4 separate regions of the Mus musculus genome follow, and all the other regions are linked to region 2. Evidence: chromatin contacts called from public Hi-C and Micro-C data. All regions are on one chromosome and are shown on one strand. The core of a region is the stretch at or near the end of the contact, and the rest is flanking DNA. Distances in the headings are between cores, read along the strand shown. Region 1 holds the start of Gbx1 (gastrulation brain homeobox 1). Region 2 overlaps Prkag2 (protein kinase, AMP-activated, gamma 2 non-catalytic subunit). Region 3 holds the start of Wdr86 (WD repeat domain 86). Region 4 holds the start of Abcf2 (ATP-binding cassette, sub-family F (GCN20), member 2).

The links. A called contact is a pair of places that touch in the nucleus more often than the background predicts.
Region 1: a contact with region 2 is called in a Micro-C map of embryonic stem cells, with 4 times the contacts expected there. The contact joins the promoter of Gbx1 here to the enhancer-like site in region 2. A contact is called at or near these places in 2 of 39 promoter capture datasets (pre-B cells and stem cell-derived epiblast-like cells), 1 of 15 datasets of contacts at CTCF or cohesin (embryonic stem cells), 5 of 484 Hi-C or Micro-C datasets (all in embryonic stem cells) and 2 of 115 datasets of contacts at active chromatin or transcription factors (both in embryonic stem cells).
Region 3: a contact with region 2 is called in a Hi-C map of embryonic stem cells, with 3 times the contacts expected there. The contact joins the promoter of Wdr86 here to the enhancer-like site in region 2. A contact is called at or near these places in 2 of 39 promoter capture datasets (neural stem cells and pre-B cells), 2 of 15 datasets of contacts at CTCF or cohesin (embryonic stem cells and large pre-B cells), 11 of 484 Hi-C or Micro-C datasets (cardiomyocytes, cerebral cortex, embryonic fibroblasts and 4 more) and 9 of 115 datasets of contacts at active chromatin or transcription factors (embryonic basal ganglia, embryonic limb bud, embryonic stem cells and 2 more).
Region 4: a Hi-C map of reprogramming fibroblasts shows a contact between it and region 2, with 9 times the contacts expected there. The contact joins the promoter of Abcf2 here to the enhancer-like site in region 2. A contact is called at or near these places in 3 of 39 promoter capture datasets (the C10 cell line, embryonic stem cells and pre-B cells), 1 of 484 Hi-C or Micro-C datasets (reprogramming fibroblasts), 1 of 115 datasets of contacts at active chromatin or transcription factors (memory CD8 T cells) and 1 of 9 other capture datasets (liver).

The regions. Positions count from the first base shown.
Region 1 is chr5:24,525,177-24,528,417 of GRCm38.p6, forward strand. Gbx1 (gastrulation brain homeobox 1) reads right to left here and starts at 1,672. Exons shown (of 2, transcript NM_015739.2): 1 at 935-1,672. The coding sequence starts at 1,640.
Region 2 is chr5:25,008,662-25,012,023 of GRCm38.p6, forward strand. All of the region lies in intron 3 of Prkag2 (protein kinase, AMP-activated, gamma 2 non-catalytic subunit), which reads right to left. Among named protein-coding and RNA genes, the nearest start is that of 1500035N22Rik, 25 kb to the left of the region's middle. Within about 2 kb of position 1,895, at least 106 of the 459 cell types and tissues checked have an H3K27ac peak or open chromatin away from gene starts, as enhancers often do. A contact at or near this core is called in cerebral cortex, embryonic stem cells, neural stem cells and 2 more, where this site is marked.
Region 3 is chr5:24,728,852-24,732,152 of GRCm38.p6, forward strand. It overlaps Wdr86 (WD repeat domain 86), which reads right to left and starts at 1,829. Exons shown (of 6, transcript NM_001081441.1): 1 at 1,330-1,829. The coding sequence starts at 1,492. It overlaps Gm42231 (a long non-coding RNA gene), which reads left to right and starts at 2,139. Exons shown (of 2, transcript XR_880885.3): 1 at 2,139-2,215. RefSeq lists an enhancer at 1,703-2,992.
Region 4 is chr5:24,575,420-24,578,990 of GRCm38.p6, forward strand. It overlaps Abcf2 (ATP-binding cassette, sub-family F (GCN20), member 2), which reads right to left and starts at 2,048. Exons shown (of 14, transcript NM_013853.2): 1 at 1,928-2,048; 2 at 1,100-1,308. The coding sequence starts at 1,268.

The DNA of each region.
Region 1 (3,241 bases), core at 422-2,921, 480 kb before region 2:
CAATGATTCTTGGACCCTCTTCTTGCCTCTGCTATAGTCAGCCTCCAAATCCTTCTGGTCCTTCCCATCCCAACCTAAGTGCCATGGACTGAGAAGCAGAAATGGGCTCGTCTTAGTGTGAAGGAAGTTCCAGCCCTCTACCCTTGCACGGGCTAGCTTTCTTAATTAGAACTCACCAGATTGCAGAAACCTTGATCTCGGCACACCTGGCTCTTCCAGGCTAGGAAACCGCTCTAGAGTAGATACTGAGGTCAGGACAAGAGGGCTTCAAGGGAATGGAGTCTGATTGGGTTCGTTTACTACACCCTGTTTCTGTGGAGAAGGCATCCTCCCGGGGAGAGCTCAGGGCTCTTAAATGATGGCTCAGCTGAATCTTAGCAGGATTCTCAACTCCCAAGTCTTTATGCCACACCCAGTTCTGCCAGCCTTTAGCATTTCCAGTCCTGGCCAGCCCTGGTCCAGCACCCTCCCTGGTTCTCCAGTTTTGAGAGCGACCTCTGCTAAGGTGAAGGAAGCCACAGGCTCACCAGGCCCTGCATCCAGAAAGCCCATTCCCATCGTTGAGTGTTGAGGGGTCGATTCAGACCGTGTCCCCACATACTAAGCTGACAGTTACCCTAACATGCTGTCACCCTAGGGTCCTGCTGAGGCCCTCAAGAATACAACCTTTGAGAGGAGAAAAAACGAAGGGATTCTGAAAAAGAGATGGGGCGAGGTTTGTGGACTATAATGCCTTGAGAAACGTACTGCCGGTGAGACTTCAGGCGCTCCGGGGCAAGAGCAGGGCTTTGGGACCTGGAGATGTCCACTACTGAACACCGCGTACGATCTGGAGTCCGGCACTCCAGGGCTCCAAGCAGATGGCGGGAGTTTTGGACCGGTCTCGGATCTGGGACTTCCTGACGGTCAAACCCGTGTCGGTCCCAGCACTTACCCGGTAGACTCGGGAAAGTCTCAGAGAAGTGCGGAGGCGGGGGCGGCGGAGGTTCAGTCACTTTCTCGCGCGCGGGCAGCAGCTCCTCAGCGTCCAGCGCTCCGTCAGTGCGCCGGGCCGCGGGCTCCGGGTTGCTTCGCGAGGCGGTGGAGGCGGCGGCGGCGGCGAGCTCCGGGGGCCCGTAGTAGGCGTCCGGGGGCTCTGCGAAGCTGGGCAGCGCAGTGGTCAGCGCCACCATCGAGGGCACCGCCTGGCCCAGCCCCGCGCAGAAGGTATTGCTCAGGCGGCCGGCGAACGAGGCGAGCGGGGCGAGCGGCGGCAGGCCGGCGGGCAGCGGCGCGGGGGCCAGCGCCTGCGGCAACACGAGCGGCCGGTAGGGCATGAACATGGGGTAGCCGGTGTAGAGCAGGTGGCCCGAGCGCGGCGGCGGCGGCCCGATGAGCGAGTCGATGGAGAAGGCGGCGCCGGGGCCGCCGCTGCTCCCGCCGCTGCCCCCGGGGGCGCCGCCGCCTGCCGCTCTCTGCATGGCGCTGCCCGGGCCCCGCCGTGCGCCCCGCGCGGACACGCAGGGCTCGCTGCGGGCGCGCGGGCCGAGGTGGCGGCGGGGCGCGGGCTCGGCGCAGTGTGGCTCCGGCGCCGCGCTCTCTCGCTCATAAGGAGGGAGGGGGCGGGCGGGCGGGTTGGGGGTGTCGCCCTCCGGACTCATCCATCTTCCTCAAATTACGCTTCACTTGCTCCCTCCGCCCGCCGCCGCTCCCGGCTCCCGCGCCCCGCGCCCCGCGCCTTTTCAGTGGCCCGGCCGGCCCGGGACCCCGCCCGCCCCCCGCGGCCCAACCAACTATTATTAATGCAGATTGATGAGGCCGGACCCGCGGCTTTGTGAAAGTTTGCGGCGGGCGAGGAGGCGGCGGCGGCAGCTGGCTAGGTCCTCTCCCCGCGCCCGGACGTGCTCCCGGCTCAGCCCACGCGGCCCGGGCTCGGCGCGGCTCGAAGGGCGAGAGGAGCGCGGCAGGGCGGGGCGGGGGTGCGCAGGACGCCAGGAGCGACTCGGGGCGCACCGAGTGGCGATCCCTAGGAGCCCCGATGCGGCGCGGGGCAGCAGGGGGCGCGCTCTCCGCCCAGGGCCCCGTGCGCGCCCGGGGCCACTCGTGGGCGACCGCTTTCCTACTGTCTTCCCAGTGCCTTCGCACTCTCTGCCTGGGACTCGGTTCTCTAAGCTCTGGCTCTCGCTCCCTCTCCCTCATTTCTCCTCCATCTCCAACTTCTCGCTTATGCGGGAATTCCTGGGTGCCCACACAGGGCCAAGTACTTACCCTTCCCCCTCCTTCACCTTTCCCCATCCACCTCTCTCCCACCCTTTCCATTCTTTTTCTTCCTCTCACTTTCCTCTCTTTTAGCCGCCTTTAAAATTCCTATTCCTCTCTTTTTGATTCTCTATCCCAGTCTATTTTCTCATTCCCTGCTCTCTCTCTCTCTCTCTCTCTCTCTCTCTCTCTCTCTCTCTCTCTCTCTCTCTCTCTCTCTCTCTCTCTCTCTCTCCCCATTAATTTCCCTGATTGGCTCCCTGGCTCCAGCGCGTCTGATGAGCCCTATTCATTCTCGGGCCTGACACTCTCGACCTGCCCTGGCTGATTGCTGGGGGCTGGCCCTAGGAGCGCTGATGAGCCCCAAGGGTCAGCAGCGCTAATTATCTGCTAATTGCAGATGACTCTGCTCACCTCCCCCATTCCGCCTTGACTGTCCCCCTCCTCTGATTCCCAGCAACAGACTTGTCGTTCTAGAGGCAAAAGTCATTGGCTTTTGGCTGCATAAGCACCTCAGGTCAGAGAGTGAGAACAAGACAAGCAAGAAGAGAGGCTCAAAGTTGCAAATGGAGAGCAAGCCTGTCCAGCAAAAGTGCAGCCTTTGGACTAGGGAACTATTCAGGTGCGGTCAGGAAGAGCCTCACAGTCTAAAGGAGCAATAGCAAAGCCAGACAAATTCAACAGGATGTAGTTTAGGCGTGCGAGTGGTCCTATTTAGATATAGAGGAAAACCTACTGAGCTCCCAAAGAGGACAGAGCTGGGCTGAAGGGACTGCTGGGTCTCTGACATTTGTCCCAAGCAGAAGTATTTTATTAGCTAATGAGCAGAGCTATTGTCACAGTGATGTCAGCAGGGTAGCACTAAGGCAGGATTAAGTAAGATAAGGCTTGAACTGGTTTTGTGGTAACTCTTGCTGATATTCAGAAGCAGGAAGATCAGAAATTTAAGGTCATCTTCAGCTACCTAGGGAGTTCTAGGCCAGTCTGAACCTGGGACCAGGCC
Region 2 (3,362 bases), core at 645-3,144:
GTGCTGGAGCTGGTGCAGAGCTGTGAGTCTAGACCCTGGGGCTAGAGGAGCGAACTTACTCCAGTTTATAAAGCCTTAGCCCGTTGGTTCCTGCTCTGTGGCCCTTTGGTCCACATAGGCTGCCCCACTGCCCCGAGTTTGTTCTGCAGGGCAAGCCGGGGCAGGGCCCCCTCAGTCCCGGGAAAGCCCTTGGCGTGTAAATTGTAGACTTGCAGACTCCAAACTGAAGCCTTGAAAACTGGGGTGTACTCCTCCCCTGCACTGCACGAAACCTTCAGCGTTTTATGGGAAAACAGACTTTTATTTGAAAAATAAACTCCCAGTTGCTGGGCTATAAAAGAAGGGCTGTCTGGGTTCCAATGCCGCAGTGGTGTGAAAGGGGCTGAAGTCTTAAGTTAAATAAACTTCTCTGCAAGCTCATTTGAATTTCAAAGGCTGTGAAGGCACACACTCTGATAAAGAGCCACACTCAGAGCAAGCGGGTGGGGGTGGGGGGGATGTCCAGTCCCTCTACTTAGTCTTCCTGGAAGATCTGGAGCACTGTAACCACACACAGCAATGACATTCCTTTGGTGGTCTGTACATCTGACTTCGGTCAAGACTGAGCAAGGAAAGATACTTCTCCATCTCTGGCCAGAGTGCATCTTGCCAGTCCCACTCTCCACACCCTAGCCAGACTCAACTGGCAGGCCTTTCAAACTCATCTCTACGTCTCTGACCATCTGGGGTTGTATTTTCCAGACTGCAATCACTCTCTCCACCCAGATCATAAAAATCAGCGGTCTTATCTGATAAAGCATGCTAAAATCAGAGACAACGAAGAGATTCCAGAGGAAATCCCGTGTCATGAGAAGGGGGTTCTATGCTGGATGACAACATCGTGTGTGTGTGTGTGTGTGTGTGTGTGTGTGTGTGTGTGTTCACAAGGCAGAGGGGGGCAGGGGCAGGGATGGGGAAGGGAATGTGTGTACAGGGGTGTAACTGTGGTATCTGGAGGCCATCATCTCAGCCGTCCTTCAGGCTCCATCCACCTTGCTTTTTGAGACAGTCTCTCACTAAATTAGTTGAGGTTGGCTGGCCAGCAAGTCCTAGAGGTCCTCTGGTCTCCTCCCAGCCTCCTCTCCTCCCAGGCTGCTACCACACTCACCTAGATTTTTTTTACCTTGGTTCTGGGACTTGAACTCAGACTCCCAGCACACAGAACTGAATCACCCCCCAAGCTCTCCAATGTATCTCTTACTGCAAACAGCAGTTAAGAATTCAAACGAGCAGCAGGGAAGCCGCTGGCTTCATTTGCATGACTTGTTCGCAGGTTTTCAAGTATCCCACAGATGCAAATAGCCCAGGGGCCAGGGTGTGTTCTCCATCTTTTGATTTCCACCTGTCTTGCTGAGGGCTGTGTTAATCTGAGGGCTGGAACAGCCTTTGTGTAATCAGAAGAGGTGGAACCCAGGACAGAGATTTTTTTATTCCTTTTTTTTTTCCTAGTGGGACAAAGATAAGGCCCCAAAGCAGTTCCATCAGCAACGTCAGTGTGCTATTAAGACAAGATTCTGTGTATTGCTCAGTGGGGCTGGAGGAGCTGACCCAATGTTTCCATCTCAGGTCCCAGTGCCACTGCCACACCATGCATCATCAGCTGCTACTTGTTTTCATGCTAGCTGTAAAGTCTATCTTAGTCTAAACCTCAGTCAGGACGATTCTGATCTGCAGGAGAAGGGAAAGGAACAAGAGGAGCTGAGTTCTTGGTCTCAGCCCAACAGAGCGCAGAAGGCAACAGGCCTCCAGGTTACAGTGCCTTCCACTGTCAGCCCTGAGGCTAGAGCTCTGCTGTGGGTGGCCCTCCATGCACTAACTGGGACTGGCCGGATGGTGGCGGTAGAGTGGGTGAGACGGGAAGAGCTGAGAGAAGAGTCAAGCCCAGCGCGTGGTTTCCAAAGAGAGGAGCGAGAGAAGCCAGTCAGGAGGCAACAGACTGCAGAGGGATTTGTGGTAAGAGTTCAGCTCACACACAGGAGGACGGCTTAAGCCAAGCATAGTTAAGCAAGAGTTTCTAGAGGAAAACAAGCCTGAAGTGACGTCCCCAGGGAGGCTGGAGCCCATTGGCTTGATGTCAGGTCTGTTTCAGTGGCTCTCGGATGGCCCTCAGTCCCAGCTGTAGTCTGAGCAGCAGCCACACAAGCTTATGCAAAGGGCACACCCTTCCTCTGGCTTTCCCAACCATTCATTTAAAGAGCCCTGGGCTCCACCATTGAGGCCCCACCTTCCTGACCTCACCTGTAGCTAGCTGGCTAGCTCTTTTCCTCAGGACTGGAAAAAAATGCCCTGCATTCTCCTGCCTGGCACGCCATCTTTGGGCTGTCCAGCAGAGCCCTCTCTGACTCCTTCCCATCAGAGAGGCTGCCCCTGACTCCCCTACACCTAGCACCCCGTCACCCTTCTGATTTTCTTCCCAGCACTTGACACAGCATGGTGATGCCTTGGCCACGTATGTCCCGCTTGCCTCCAGGATGGCAGGGATCAGCTTGTTTGCTGTGGCCTGCCCAGTGCCAGAGGTGTGAACCTTCCTTTTGGCCTCCTGATTCTGCTAGGACGAGACACGTGCAGGGACGGTTCCTGCTTTTTTCTCACAGCAGCGCCTGCTCAAGGTTCAGCATGTGAGGCTATAGCACCCCCTAGTGGCCACAGTACCAAAAAGCCAGGAAAAATGTAAGCAACTGATGGGACAGGCCCAGGACAACGGGACCCCAGCTATGCTCTCTCATTTTACACACCCCCACACTGTGTGAGTGAAATTAGATGTAAGAAAAGATCCAGAAAACAAAGGTGGAAAGGAGGCCAGTAGTAAAGGCATCGCTCCTTGAATGTGGTGAAGACTTAGATGGTGCAGTGGCTGCCCCAAGTGGTTAAATGTAGCACAAGACATCTCAGCTCATCTCAGATGACAGGATGAACTTTTTAGGGCTAAGTAGACAACCAACTTGACGAAGTGCTTGCTGTGCATGCATGAGAACTCGAGCTTGATACCCACATGTAGGGTGCACTGCAATCTCAGAGCTCAGAGGGGGGAGATGGGGAACCCCTGGGACTCAATGGCCAACCAGAAACACCACGTGGGAGCTCCAGGCCAATGAAAAGAACCCATCTCAGAAGATGAGGTGGACAATAACTGAAGAATGATATCTAAAGTTTACCTCTGGCCTCCATATGTGTGTATACACACAGACACAGGCATGTACGCACACATGTACACATGCACACACATGTGTCACAGATACATACACGTCACAATAACACATCATACACAAGTCATTCTCACATACATGTACACACATAAGTCAAAGATACATACATGTCACATA
Region 3 (3,301 bases), core at 579-3,078, 280 kb before region 2:
AATTGTAGCATCGGTAACCCTGGCTAAGACAGTGAGTTTGAGACCTGAGGGTGATAGGAACTCTGTCTTAAGAAACCAAAATCAAGCCGGGCGGTGGCGGCGCACACCTGTAATCCCAGCACTTGGGAGGCAGAGGCAGGTGGATTTCTGAGTTCGAGGCCAGCCTGGTCTACAAAGTGAGTTCGAGGCCAGCCTGGTCTACAAAGTGAGTTCCAGGTCAGCCAGGACTACACAGAGAAACCCTGTCTCGAAAAACCAAAAAAAAAAAAAAAAAAAGAAAAAGAAAAAGAAACCAAAATCAAACAAACGGCCAATTCTAAGGTTCTCCTTGGGAGAATCCTTAGAGCTAGCCCTAAGAACCCGAACTCCTGAAAACCCCAGACAGTCTTTCCTTGGGAAGCAACATATTTTACTTAAGCTAACAGCTCTCCTCCTGTGTGAGGCCTGTCAGTGAACACTGGTTGTGTGTGGAGGTTAGAATATGGACCACTTTGTAGCCAATTCCCCATCTTCACACCAGCTCCCAAATACCTGTCAATTCAATGTTCCTCCCTTTGGAGCCATGAACTACCTTATACTGTTTTCACTTCAAACTGATAGCGTAGGAATGAAGCAGTTTTGAAGGTAACTGTTTCACTGGAAGGGCTTGGGCCAGGCCACCCAGCATTTGCTGATCAGGGAGGAAAAGCTGAAGATAAGGAGCGGTACCTGTGCAAAAACCTTGGCATGCCTCCTCTAGTCCGCATGTGCGACTGCAAAGGCCAGCAGCCGGCCAGGGGCACCCCATAATGCAGGGTGGGAGCACCCAAGACAAGGCTGGCCAGAGTGAACAGAATATGAATCAACAGGTGGATACGAAAGACACATTATGCATTTCCGTGCATGATAGTTCTCGTTTCATTTCAAATATGCAAGATAGACTTCCCTATTCCCCAGAAGTTTGAACCAATCCTCTTTCTTCTGGCCATACTTGAAATGAGGCCAACAAGGAGCTTGGGGGTGGGGAGGAGTGGGGGTTCAAGTCTCAAGGGTGCCCTTCAGCCCTGGGCAAGTCCCTAACATGGTAACACCGGTTCCGTGTAAGGATTTCATGGGACTGGTTGACAAAAGGATCTTTCATTGGGGTGCGCGCTTTGGTGCGACCCACACACTCGGGCTCCTCACGGCTTCCCGCCAAGAGCTCAAGGGCTGGGGGAGCTCCTGGATGAGCAGGAGCTAGAGCCCTACTCTTCCAGAAGGGGGCTGCGGGGCCCGGAAGAGTGAGGTCTGGGTGCGGTGCAGGTGAGCGTGAAGAGGCGGGAAAGGTCGCGAGCACGCGCGCCCATCTACCTTGAAGGAGCGCGCAGCACTGGCCGTCCACGGTGCTCCAGAGGCGGGCTGTGCCGTCCTCGCTGCCCGTCAGCAGGCGCTGCCCGTCGGGGCTCAGGCTCAGCCAGTTGATGCCCCCGCGGTGGTCCGCACAGACCCTCAGAGCCGACCCGCTGCTCCCCATCGCTGGCCTGGGGTAAAGAGGCGCTGAGCCCGGCTAGAGAGCGGCGCTCCAGCGTCCGCTCGTGGTCCTGGCCGGGCTCGGCCAGGCAATGGCCATCGTGGGGGGTGGGAGAGCGCCTCGTTCCTGCAAAGGCTCGAGGTGCGGCGGGGAACAAGGATTATGACTCTCCACCGGTGTCCTCCGCTCTCTCAGCTCCGATGCAAGGACCCAGGTGAGACCTCCCCTACTCAGAACCTTCTCGGGGCTCAGGAGGGGTGGGCGCTTCTGCGCAGAGGAGCCCACCAGGTCTGAAGCCGGTAGAAGAACCCGAGAAGCGGAGCGCGGAACAATACAATCCAGCCTGGCTCCTCCTCAGAGACCACCCCCCAACCTGTCCCCTCCCACTTTTCGGGCCGCGCGCCAACCCCCACCCCAAGACTCCCTGGTCGTCCTCCGGGAACAGAACTTAGAAGCTATCCGGGTCCCTCGTTGGGGACCGTTTCCACGTGCTTCATGTACGACCCTTCCAACTGCCTAGGCTGGATTCTGTTCCCTGTCACTCTCGCTGACCTTGTCCCCAGAGCCCAAGGCAAGAAGGAGGTGGACCGAAGAGTCTGGAGTCTTAGGAGACCCCCGATGAAGGGCAGAAGCTGCGGAACCCCGAGTACGCCCTTTCTGGGAAATAACAAGCACACCCCAAATTCTACTTGGGCCAGGCTGGATCCTGGCCGTTGGGGGTTGGAGGTAAGACCAGAGGTCAGGTTCGCCCTTCCACCCATCACCACCCCACCCCCAGCTGGGCGCGCGCCTTTGAGGTCCCACTGAGCTCTGCAGGAATCCTATACCCAGCCCGCAGCCCTCCCGGAGCTCAGTCGGCTGGTTCCTATTAGAGCAGTTCCGGGTGCTGACTTTGCTGGGGGCGGGGAGGGTGACCCCCAACTCTGATCCTCCAGGTCCTAAAGATCGCAGAGTTTCTCGAACCCTCCAGGGCTCTTTTTGGAGTCCAGAAAGAAAGGCTGGAAAGAGATGGTTTAGAGGAGGCGGCCCTCGGGGTGATGTGATGACCTGCCTTAATCACTCTGGATGACCCCATTCAATTCCAAGAAAACCCCAGAATGGGTCCCGCGGCACAGCCGGCTTCATTCCCCGAGTGGCAGTGGCGCAACCAAATACATGGGCTTTTTTCTTTCTCCAAACTCTCAATCAGCTTAGGAGACACTGAGGAGCCAGCTGAGGGTGTTAAGGAGTGTTTTGATGGGATCTGGAATGTGGAGCTGGTGAGTACAGGAAGGGTAGAGGACTCAGGAGCCAGAGTGCCCACTAAGGGCCCATCCTGAGTTCATCTGGTACGCTGACCTTTAGAAGGCATTTGCATCATCCCGGTGCGAAGACTGGTGGGTAGCTGGCTGCACAGGAGAGCTCAGCGGGAGTAGGAGTGTGTGAGCAGTGGGCACCCTAGAGCAAGCGTCCTGCATGCTGAGGTGTGGGATAAGGAAACTGAGACTGCTCACCTAGAGAGGAGCCAGAGGATGCAGGGACCTGCATTCTCAGGAGGAAGACTTGTAAAAGATTTTAGGGAACAGCCAGGACTAGGTGGCATGAACACATTCACAGCCTCGAAGAGCTTGGCCAGCAGTGGGTCAGGTAGGGCAGCTACATTTCCAAGGGGTCACGTGGTATGTGTTATGAATATAATGCAGCGGCAGGAGTAGGGGGTCCCTGGCAGTCTCATACCAAAGTGTACCCCTGAGAAAACACACTACGAGACAGACATGGTATAAGAGAGGTTTATTTAGGAGGAGGCGAGGGGAGCTAGGACCTGGAGGAGGG
Region 4 (3,571 bases), core at 798-3,297, 430 kb before region 2:
AGGACAGCCAGGGTGGTTACAGAGAAACTGTCTTGAAAAACAAAACAAAAGTCCTTGCCTGACTTCCCTCAAAAATGGACCTGGGAAGCTGGGTAGTGGTGGTGGCGCACGCCTTTAATCCCAGCACTCGGGAGGCAGAGGCAGGTGGATTTCTGAGTTTGAGGCCATCCTGGTCTACAAAGTGAGTTCCAGGACAGCCAGGGCTGTCTCGAAAAAAAAAAACAAAAACAACAAAAAAAGGACCTGGGAATATAAGAAGAAATGAACTTTTTCCTCTCAAGTTAATTTTAGTCAGAGTGTTCTGTCAGAGCAAGAGAGAAAGAAATAATAAAATAAATTTTCTGAGAGCAAACTATGTTTACAGTGTGAGTGAGTAGCTTATTTAATATGGAAAAATGCTACAATAAATCCCCTAAACCTAAGTAACAAAACCATAAATATATTATCAGAAAAATTACATGAAGATATATAACAATATGTTACACATTACTCATTGGTATAATCACTATCCCTGTGACATTAAGAGTACCATATGAGCCAGGGATGGTGGCTCACACCTTTAATCCCGGCAGCTAGGAGGCAGGGGCAGGTGGATCTCTCTATGATTTCAAGCAAGTCTAGTCTACAGAGTTCCAGGACAGCCAGGGTTACACAGAGAAACCCTTCTATCTCCAAACATCTGCCTCCCCCCCCAGAAAAGACAGCACCATATGGTAGAGCCTGTATACTCACCACCATAGGTAGGAAGAAAAACAGGAAATAGTACAAGTTGCCTTCCCTTTTATTGTCTACTGCAGCACCAACCAAGGTAGATCAAAAACTCCCATCTGTGTTTGCCACTTGAATTCAGTTTCCTTCATCAGTAACAAGTTTTAACTCTATGGGTGTGGGTGTCACCAAAAAGTTTCATGGCATATAAAGACATGTGTCTGTGGGTGCTTTACTCTGTTTAAAAAGATGGGGATGTGAGGACAGCCTGGCCTCAAACCTTCATCTTTTTACCTTAGCCTCCCAAATGCTGGAATTAAAGGCCTATGCATCTGCATCCAGATTCTGATCTTGGCTTCGAAAACCAGCTCAGGAAACTCACCCAACCTACCTCCATCTCCTGTGGTCTCTCTGCCATTGGCCTCCTCGATTTTCTCTTCTGCCACCTGAGGTTCTGTGACAGCATCTCCATTTTCTTCATGTCCCTTTCTGGGTCGCTGTCGGGCTTTGGCAGCCTCCTTCTTTTTGGCTGCCTTCTTCTTGGCCAGGTCGGAAGGCATGGTGATGAGCCACAGGGGTAGTTACAGTCCTTTCAGGAGTCTGAAGAAAAGCAAACAGATACTCCAAAATTCTAAACTTACAGGTAAGAATGTCTGAGTGCTATCCCATCCCTCCTTGGAATTTTCCTATCAAGCCTGTGGTGCCCAACTCTTGTCCCCGCCAACTTTGTCCGGGCTTCTCACACTCTCTCGACCGCTCCTCCAGCCTCATCTCCTCCCTTGGGGTTCGCGCGCCAATCCCCACCGCCGGCTTCACTCGGATGCGCTCTTCCCCCAGGGCCTTAGTGAGGGACCGCTCTGCCCCTCGTCTCCAGTTTCCGAACTTGGCGCTCGCGCACCTCTGCCAGCCGCCTCCTTTTCGGTTCTTCGCCAGGAGTTCGTCCCGGACCTCCCTTCCGTCCCTCTCATCCACCCCACCGACTGCGGCGCGGTTTCTCTCCCGGAACCACGAGTCCTCCCCAGCGGGTCCCTAAGGGTCTCTGCGCTCGCTGCCCCTAACCTCCCCCACACCCCGCTCGCCGGCGTCTCTGCCTGGGCCAGTTCTTTTCCCTTTCGGCCCTTTCCATTCCGACCCTGAGCTCCCTTCCGCTTCTCCTCCCGCTTCCTGCTCACGGGTCCACACTCTCCTCCCCTCCGGCGCCCCTTCCCCCTCAACTCACGGGGCCTCGCCGCTCGGCCTCTGTCGCAACAGAGCTGCTCCTTGAGCTCCTCCGCGTGCGGCCGGCTCCCCAACCAATCACGGCCCCGGGCGGCCCTTGGCGCGCTGCCGCGAGGGCTTCTGGAAAATGTAGTTCTCAAATCGTAAGAACTTAGGGCGGGACTCTCCTCCGGAACTACCACGATTCCCAGGTGTTGCGCCGTTCTAGTGACGGCATCAGAACGCGCGATGATTCTGGTTGGGGGAGGATTAGAGTCCAAGAGGCCCGTCCTACCAAGCCGGTTTGAAGAACTGAAAACTGCAAATCCCAGATTGCTCCTCGGAGAGGTGGGCTGGTCTCCCAAAGGATACCCCACCCCTAGCAGATAAATTTACCAGGCTGCTCTACTGGTTTAACCAGCAGGAAGTGCGACTAAGCTTCCCGGCCAGCGTCCTAAGAGTGCGAGACCAAACAATGAGAGAAGAGAGTTAGAAGGTGGAGGGGAAAGAAGAGCGAGTTGCTGCTGGGCAGGTGGCTCTGAAAGTGAGGTAACCCTTTGTAGACCACGCCAACAGAACTCTGTTCGAGAAAGGCATCCTCGTCTCATGGAACCGAAATTGAGAGCCTCGTCCATCGCTAACGAAACTTTTTGAAAGTGCCAGACGCTGTGCTGAACCTTGGTATCTTAGTCAAGAGTTTCTGGGTTCCACCAGAGCCATGCGAATGTGGTGGAAAAATCTAAAGTATAGGACCACTTTGCTGAGTTTAGCTCTATGGACACTTAGTTGTGACTTGTTTCATTTCCTTTGAGTCTCACTGTCTAAAATCTAAAGCAGACTTAGTGTTAGGAACATTATAAACTAGATCTGTAGCCTCATACACAAAACAACTCTACGACCCTTGCTTGCTACCTGTCCAGGGTCCTGTCCACTGGTGTGTCATCACTGATGACACAGAAGGAAGCAAACTTAGTGCCCCTGAGTGCATTCTCAGAAAGTGACCCCCTTTTCCTCTAAGGTCACCATGTTGCCAAGCTAAATAGAAATTAGGCGTGAAGATCATTGAGGGTGGACATCACAAGTAGCTTCAGAGCCTGCCCCCTGTGTCTTTGGCAGCACACTAATTTTAAGATGAAAACGGGCTAAAGAGATGGCTCAGCAGTTAAGAGCACTGACTGCTCTACTAGAGATCCTGAGTTCAATTCCCAGCAACCACATGGTGGCTCACAACCATCTGTAATGAGATCTGATGCCCTCTTCTGGTGTGTCTGAAGACAGCTACAGTGTACTCATACACATAGATAAATAAATGAAAGAAAAGGGAGGAAGGTAAAAGGAGGCTTTGTAACACACACACACACACACAGCTTTAAAAAAAAAAAAAAAGAAAAAAGAAAAGAAAAAGGAAATCCAAATGGGCCTGCCAATCGCCTAAACAGGAAACTGCGGCTGCTAAGGAAGTTGTCTGTTTCAGAAACGAAGCACTAGTATAAAACCCATGTGACCATTGTCCATTCCCACCAATGAGAAACATTTTCTTGGTCCATTGTCCACCTCTGCCTTTGAGGGTGTCCTCATTTTACTCTATGGTAAACTCTGTCTTCATTACTCAGTGCCTCATTGGAATTTATTCAACAGAGATGGCAATGACTGGAAAGCCTAAGGG